Linked DNA regions of Pan troglodytes: region 2 is linked to region 1. A link is a contact called in public Hi-C data. All regions are on one chromosome and are shown on one strand. The core of a region is the stretch at or near the end of the contact, and the rest is flanking DNA. Distances in the headings are between cores, read along the strand shown.

Region 1 (3,815 bases), core at 949-3,448:
TAGAAATATATGTAGCATCTTCTCATAGAAGCACTTGTTCTGTTTTTACTTGCGTTAGGATTAAACCTACAGATATTGCATGGGATTGGTTGTTTTGAAACCTCTGTAATTATTTTCTCCTTTACATATTTTCAGAACCATGTGCAGAGGAGAAAATTCCATCCTTGGACAGTTAAAAGCAGAGCGTAAGTAACTGCTTTTTTTCTCATATCATTGTTTTTTATTATGAAGGTGAGGTATCAGTAATCATTAATGTTTTCACAGTGTGATTATAGAACTCTATTTATAAAAGGTACCCCACAAAATGTTCACCTGTAATAAAGTATTTATTCTCATTAAGTTGCCCAAACCATTATTCAAATGAAGACATCAAGACTAAATAGGTAATAAAAACTGAGCATCTTTGTAATTTCTATTTATTTTTATTTATACATAGTTGTTTTAATAATAACGATCATCTTTATGAGGTATTATAGTTGTTTGTTCTTCTTTATCTACTGGATACAATTTTTTATACTTTTCAAAGACACTTTCACAGACGTCTTTTTTTTTTTTTTTTTTTTTGAGACTGGGTTTCATTCTTGTTGCCCAGGCTGGAGTGCAATGGCACGGTCCCAGCTCACTGCAACCTCTGCCTCCTGGGTTCAAGCAGTTCTTTTGCCTCAGCCTCCCGAGTAGCTGGGATTACAGGTGTGTGCCACCATGCCCAACTAATTTTTTTGTATTTTTAGTAGAGACGAGGTTTCACCGTGTTGGCCAGGCCTGTCTGGAACTCCTGACCTCAGGTGATCCACCCGCCACAGCCTCCCAAAGTGCTGGGATTACAAGTGTGAGCCACCATGTGCAGCCTCAGATGTGTTCTTAATTGATTCTTCTACCTAGTTCTTGGCTACAATATATTGTAACTAGGGGTTTACCTATCTATAGCTCCCTGAACTATGGGTTCAGCATATAGTGGGCACTCAATATTGCTCTATATCTCTGTGCTCTATATCTTTGCTCTATATCTTTGTGTATCGATACAAACTAAGCTGGAATCAGAACCCAAGTTGTATGACTTCCAGTTCAAGTTGGGTCCAGATTGTGAAAACGTGGACAGCCACACTAAGAAGGCTAGGTTTTATCCAGAAGGCAAGAAGAGGTTGGTGGAAACCCTCTGAGCCCCTGGAGCAAATTCATCAAACTGACGTTTATATGAAGATTCATTTACTGTTGGTAAACAGGGTAGAGATGGTGGCAAGCAAGAGACAAAGGTGCACTGGTAATGGAAAAGGAGGGTCATGTGTGGATAAGATTATGAGGGAAGACTTGAGGGGATGTGGAAGCAGGAGAGGAAGGGAAGCGTCAGCTAATTCTGAGTTTCAATCCAATGGACCAAGAGAATGGAGCTGCCGCAGGAGGTCTGGAAAAGGCAGAAGGACTCATCCTAATCATGTGAAGGTCATGATATGACCTTCAGATAGAATATAAACCTCAATTGAGTTTTTTGAAGGAAGATTTTATTTTATACTGGTAGCCTCCCAAATGGGGTGCACTGGATGATGTACTGGAATGTGGGTAGAAAATAATAGACTTTCCAAGTCTGTATATTTTTAGCTTAAAAGTAAGAAATTAGGACATCAGCAGGAATGGCAGAGGAAGGATCTCCAAAAATATAGTCCTACATAAAAGCAACAAAAATACTGACAAAAGTTGTCACAATCAACTTCTTTGGATGGAGAAATTAACTAAAGGCTTGTAACAATCCAAGGAGTGTTTAATCAAGAAAAACAGCTGAATCTTGGTAAGAATAGCAAGCTTTGTGGCATTTTAACTTGCCATATACCCATCTCCCTCTTCTCAGCTCCATGATAGTCTTAAAAGCCAACAGCTGCTCAAATCAGGGTGAAAACCAGCAGCCTAGCAGCCATTGGAGGGAGCAGATCAGGGTTAAGGCTCCCATGTCCCACAGTTCTCACATTGTCATTATTTGACCTGTCTGGCACTTCCCTTTAAACGCCCATTCTAAGTACTTATATTTATTTCACCTGACTCAGACCTTGCTCAGTGCAAGTAGACTTTTTAGAAAACCTGGTATTTATCAAAAACAATCAGCAACATTTATTTAGCATCGCAGCTGACTGAAGAGGCAGTAACAGTTGAGTGAGCAAGAAGCTGACTAAAAATCTTAAGAGGATAAGCTGAGGAAGGAGATCCCCTAGTGGGCACTAGAAACTTCCAACATATCCCTGGGAATCTGAAAGGTCATGGGTATGTGTAGGGCTGTGTGCACGCCCAGGGCAATGCACATGCTCAGGAAAGGACTGAGAAGGCCCTAAGCTCTCACCTCTGGCTGACCTTGAGGCTCTGTGGAAGCAGAAAGTGAAGCCTAAGGCAGAGTTATAAACTGCATGCCTGAGCATGTAAGGCCTGTGGCCCTCACACACATACACAGAGCCCCTCAGTAAAGTATAAGAAACTCATTTGGTACAGGCATTTAAGGAATTGTATAAAGTATGTTCTCTGACCACAATGGAATGAAATTATAAATAACAAAAGGAAATGTTGGGAATTCACAGATAGGTGGAAATTATACAACATACTTCTAAATAACCAAAGAATCAAAGAAGATACTTCAAAGGAGAGTAGAAAATATTTTGAGATGAATGAAAATGAAAACAACATATCCAAACTTATGAGAGGCAGCTATAGCAATGCTTACAGGGAAATTTATAACTATAAACATTTATATTATTTAATAGAAAATAAGAAATCTCAAATCAATAACCTAACCTTACATTTTAGGAAAGTAGAAAAAGAAGAGAAAACTAAACCTAAAGCAAGCAGAATAAAATAAATAACAGAGATTGGAGGGGAAATAAATGAGATAATAGAAAAAAATAGAGAAAATTAGTGAAACCAAAAGTTAGCTTTTTGAAAAGATCAACAAAATTGCCAAACCTTTTAGGTGGACTGAGTAAGTAACAAATAGAGAAGATTCAAAGTACCAAAATCAGAAACTAAGGGGGGACATTACTACTGACTTTACAGAAATAAAATTGAGTGTAGAATACTATGAACAGTTGTATGCCAACAAATTAGCCCAGATAGATGGACAAATTCCTTTAAAGACATTGTATTAGTCAGGGTTCCCTCAAGAAACAGAACCAATAGGAGATATATATATATATATATATATATATATAGAGAGAGAGAGAGAGAGAGAGAAATTATATAAATATAACTTATCAGCCTCCATAATTACCTGAGCCAATTCCTCATAATAAATCTTTTCATATATATGAAGGATATATGTATGAATATATGTTTATATATTTATATAATATATATTATATGAATATGTATTATATATAATATATAATATATATATTATATATATAATATGAATATATTATATATCATATGTTATATAAATATATATTATTATGTATTAAATAAAATATTTATCTATTAAAAATAAATATATCTAATTTATATAGATATTTTATATAATATATAAAATATAAATTAAAAATTATATATAAATATATAATTTACATATATATTTATATATCCATCTATATAATATATATTCATATATATCTTATTTATATGAAAATATTTATATATAGATAATATATGATATATTTACATATTACTTATATATTATATATTATAAATATATGTATAGATATATATTTTATGTGCTATATATAAATAATATATAAAATTATATATTATATATTATATATTTATATATCTATCTTTCATATATATATGTGAAAAGATTTATTATAAGGAATTGACTCAAGTAATTATGGAGGCTGAGAATTTCC
Region 2 (3,815 bases), core at 840-3,339, 180 kb before region 1:
CCCTGCATTCTCTCTTTTTTTTTTTTTTTTGAGATGGAGTCTCGCTCTGTGGCCCAGGCTGGAGTGCAGTGACACGACCTCGGCTCACTGCAAGCTCTGCCTCCCTGGTTCACACCATTCTCTTGCCTCAGCCTCCCGAGTAGCTGGGACCACAGGCACCTGCCACCACGCCCGGCTAATTTTTTGTACTTTTAATAGAGGTGAGGTTTCACCACATTAGCCAGGATGGTCTCAATCTCCTGACCTCGTGATCTGCCCGCCTCGGCCTCCCAAAGTGCTGGGATTACAGGCGTGAGCCACTGCTACCGGCCTGCCCTGCGTTCTTAAATAACACATGTCTACCTCTAATACCACTTCGGGGTATGTGTTTACTGTCCTCAATCCTCTGAAGTACTTGGAATGAAACATTTGAAATCCTTTCCCTGCTGTGCCTGAAACTGTTGCTAAGTTCAGCTCAACTCACCAGTCTCCTATTTACTCTGTGACATATAATCACCCAAGGGCCCCAGAGTCCTTCTCTGCAAGCCCACTCCTGTCCTATATATCTTGTCCCCTATGAGTCTGCTGGACATATCTGTCGTACCTGAACCCAGATGTGGATGTGGCGGAAATGTTTTTCCTCGGAAGACTTTTTATATCAATCTAACTCCGTGGCCATAAAGATGATTGAAAGGGAAGACTTTGCTTAGTCTTGCACAGCAATTCTCAGGCCCAGGCCAATCAGGTTTTGCATCTTGATTTTAGAATCTAAGTTTAAATTTTGGTTACTTTTTTCACATTAGTAACTATCATTCAAAAACATTATCTTAATAACTTTATAGTATTTTACTATTTAGTTGTACAATAATTTAGGTAAACATGATTATAAGATTTTTATGTCATTTCTATTTTTTGTGATTACAGATCATATTAGAATTAATAGTCTTAATTTTTAAAATAAATCCATAATTTTTACCTTAGGATAAAAATCCTACAATTGGAATTTCTAGGCTAAAGGATAAGAAAAAAAGTTTGAATGTATTGATATGTATTTGCCAAATTATCCTGAAAAATGTTTAACTCTTCCCAACAACGAACACACCTGCCTGCTTTCCCTCACTCTGTGCTCACTAAAAAAGGTCTTATCATTAAGAGAAAAAAAAGTATTTAGATTTAATACATTAAAAAATGTTATTTTATTGTGCTTTATTGTTATGTTTCTAAACTCCCCGTGGGGCACTTACTTATTTATTTATGAATTTGTCATTTTATTTTTTCTTTTGCAAACTGGCTGCTTGTGCATCTCATTTTTCTGTTTGTTTTCTTTTATGTGTCTACAAATCACAAGCAAGCCTTTTCTTCAACAAGTTGAAAAATAATCTCTTTAGAGGTCAGATTTCCTGAAGTCACTGAAGAGCCTTACTAATTCCCATATGACACTGAAAGAAACAACAACACACAACACATGCCTTCCCCGGACTTCATCTGGAATTCCCACTGTAGTAACTTTTCCAACAACATTGTGAAATCCAAGAAATCCTGGAGCTCTATGCGGCTCAGTTTACACAATCATAGTCAGTCACAGTGCAACGACCACAAGCGTCATTTGAAAAGATAAGTTTTGAAATTTACATAACATGATGACCGTAAAGTGGGATCCAATTCATACTCCAAGCAATAAGGGGCTCAAGCCCTCTCCTGACACCACTCTGGATCCTCTTGGCCCCACACTTTAACACTTTCCCTCTATCCTATTCCTATGTACATTTTTCTTCCTCTCCTTTCCTCACTCTCCTAGATCTTTATCATGTAGATGAGCTGAGCATCTCTGCCTAAATCCTTTCCACCTTCATATTTGCCTTTCCTGCCCAGTTCCTTCCTCCCCTTTCTCCTGAACTTGGATTAAAAACAAACAATAAGCAAACAAAAGCAAGGAAGTTGAGGAACATTCTCGGCAAAGAGCACTACAACCTGCTAGCACCCACAGGCCTTTGATACCACCGGCAGCCACAGTTTGCCCCTGCATGGAAATAACTCTTCACAGCACCTCAGAGCTATTAACAATTCCTGCCAATTAACTCCCACCGTGCCCAACTTCCCGGTTATTCTCAGCCTACTCCCCAGTGCGGATGCACCAATTACTCATCCTCGCATGTGCTGTGTATTTTGTCCCCTCTTACTCATCAGCTCCCCTTGCTAACTTAGGCGGGAGCTTTATATTAACTCTCGCGGTAGTTAATATTAGGTGTCAACTTGAGTGAATTGAAAGATGCCTAGGTTGCTGGTGAAGTATTGTTTCTGGGTGTGTCTGTGAGGGTGTTGCCAGAGGAGATTGTCATTTCAGCCGGTGGACTAGGAGAGGAAGATCCACCCTCAATGTGGGTGGGCACCATCCAATCGGCTGCCAGAGAGGCTACAACAGAGCAGGTGGAAAAAGGTGGGATGACCTTGCTTGCTGGGTCTTCTGGCTTCCTTCTTTTTCCCATGCTGGATGCTTCCTTCTGCTCCTCCTGCCCTTGGATATCAAACTCCAGGTTCTTCAGCCTTTGGACTCTGGGGACTTGCACCGGTGACTTGCTGGGGGCTCTCGGGCCTTCAGCCACAGACTGAAGGCTGCACTGTTGGCTTCCCTGGTTTGAGGCTTTCGAACTTGGACTGAGTTACTACTGGCTTCTTTCTTCCCCAGCTTGCAGACAGCCAATTGTGTGACTTTGCCTTGTTATCATGTGAGCCAATTCTCCCTAATAAATACCCTGTCATACATACATATATCGTATTAGTTCTGTCCCCCTGGAGAACCCCGACCAATACGCCTCTGGAGCCTGTGTTCCTTTGTCCTCTAAACAAGCTTCTCATCCTGAACCTGTTGCAGAACAATACCATGTGGCTTGTGCTCCTGCAATGCTGTGCCATTCACTGCAGTCTGCTGGAAGCATGCCATCGTGAGATAGCACAGTTCCTCAATCTTCAGCGCATCAAAGCTTACCCCTCTTTTTGCCAACAACACTTTAAGATGATTTCATCTTCAGTTTAAAAATGTTGCGACCTTTCTGTTTATGAGTTTGGCTTGCTTACATGCAAAAGTTATAAAGGAAAAAAAAGCAGCACAATACGTATTTGTTAAATTTATGGAAACATTATTTTATGGGTAAGTTACAGATATTCGCACAATATATAAAAGAAAGTCACCTTGGTAAAGTGCCCATGAGGACAGCGAAGGGCATTCTCTAAAAATGTTAAGATTAAGTTGGCTGGAATGGGACCCAGATGTACGATACCAAGTGTAATTTATGTGCCAAGGCAGGACCCAGAGTGTGAAGAAGGTGGGATGGGAGGTTCCTCTGATGGATGAAGAACAAAGACCTTTCACCTCCAGGATGAGTAAGGCTCTGACAGCAGGCACTTTCGCCTGGGCTTTTTATGTCAGACTATGTCCAACAAAAGAATTAAAAACCTTAAGCAAGCAACCTTAAGCCTCCCAAGCTTCCACCTTGAAGCTCCATGAGATTTCCTGCTGTCTGCTCATCTGTTGGTAAACCTAGGAAAGTTGTGCAAGTTGTTTTTTGTTTTTTGAGGGTTCCTCAACGCCACTACACAAAATGAACTACTTGTCCCTCCTCATCTCCTTTTTTCTGTTTTTGTCGTAAATAGTGGTGAGGCCTTGTGTCTCTGCTTGTAGTTCTTAAGACGCTTTGAGGGGGAATCCGGCTGTGAAAGAGGAACCAATAAATACATTTCATGGAATGTTAAATTTCAGACCCAATACAACCACTCATTCTTCTATTCACCACTATATGCCTGTTCTGGCCCATTATTCGTTATTTCAAACTGTGACC

Evidence for each region. A called contact is a pair of places that touch in the nucleus more often than the background predicts.
Region 2: a Hi-C map of induced pluripotent stem cells shows a contact between it and region 1, with 1.9 times the contacts expected there. The contact joins two enhancer-like sites. A contact is called at or near these places in 3 of 7 Hi-C or Micro-C datasets (blood, induced pluripotent stem cells and stem cell-derived neural progenitor cells).

The regions. Positions count from the first base shown.
Region 1 is chr2:174,784,639-174,788,453 of NHGRI_mPanTro3-v2.0_pri, reverse strand. It overlaps PLD1 (phospholipase D1), which reads left to right. Exons shown (of 26, transcript XM_063807330.1): 22 at 136-185. Among named protein-coding and RNA genes, the nearest start is that of PLD1, 170 kb to the left of the region's middle. Within about 2 kb of position 2,198, at least 4 of the 24 cell types and tissues checked have an H3K27ac peak or open chromatin away from gene starts, as enhancers often do. A contact at or near this core is called in induced pluripotent stem cells, where this site is marked.
Region 2 is chr2:174,969,040-174,972,854 of NHGRI_mPanTro3-v2.0_pri, reverse strand. No RefSeq gene overlaps it. Among named protein-coding and RNA genes, the nearest start is that of PLD1, 14 kb to the right of the region's middle. Within about 2 kb of position 2,089, at least 2 of the 24 cell types and tissues checked have an H3K27ac peak or open chromatin away from gene starts, as enhancers often do. A contact at or near this core is called in induced pluripotent stem cells, where this site is marked.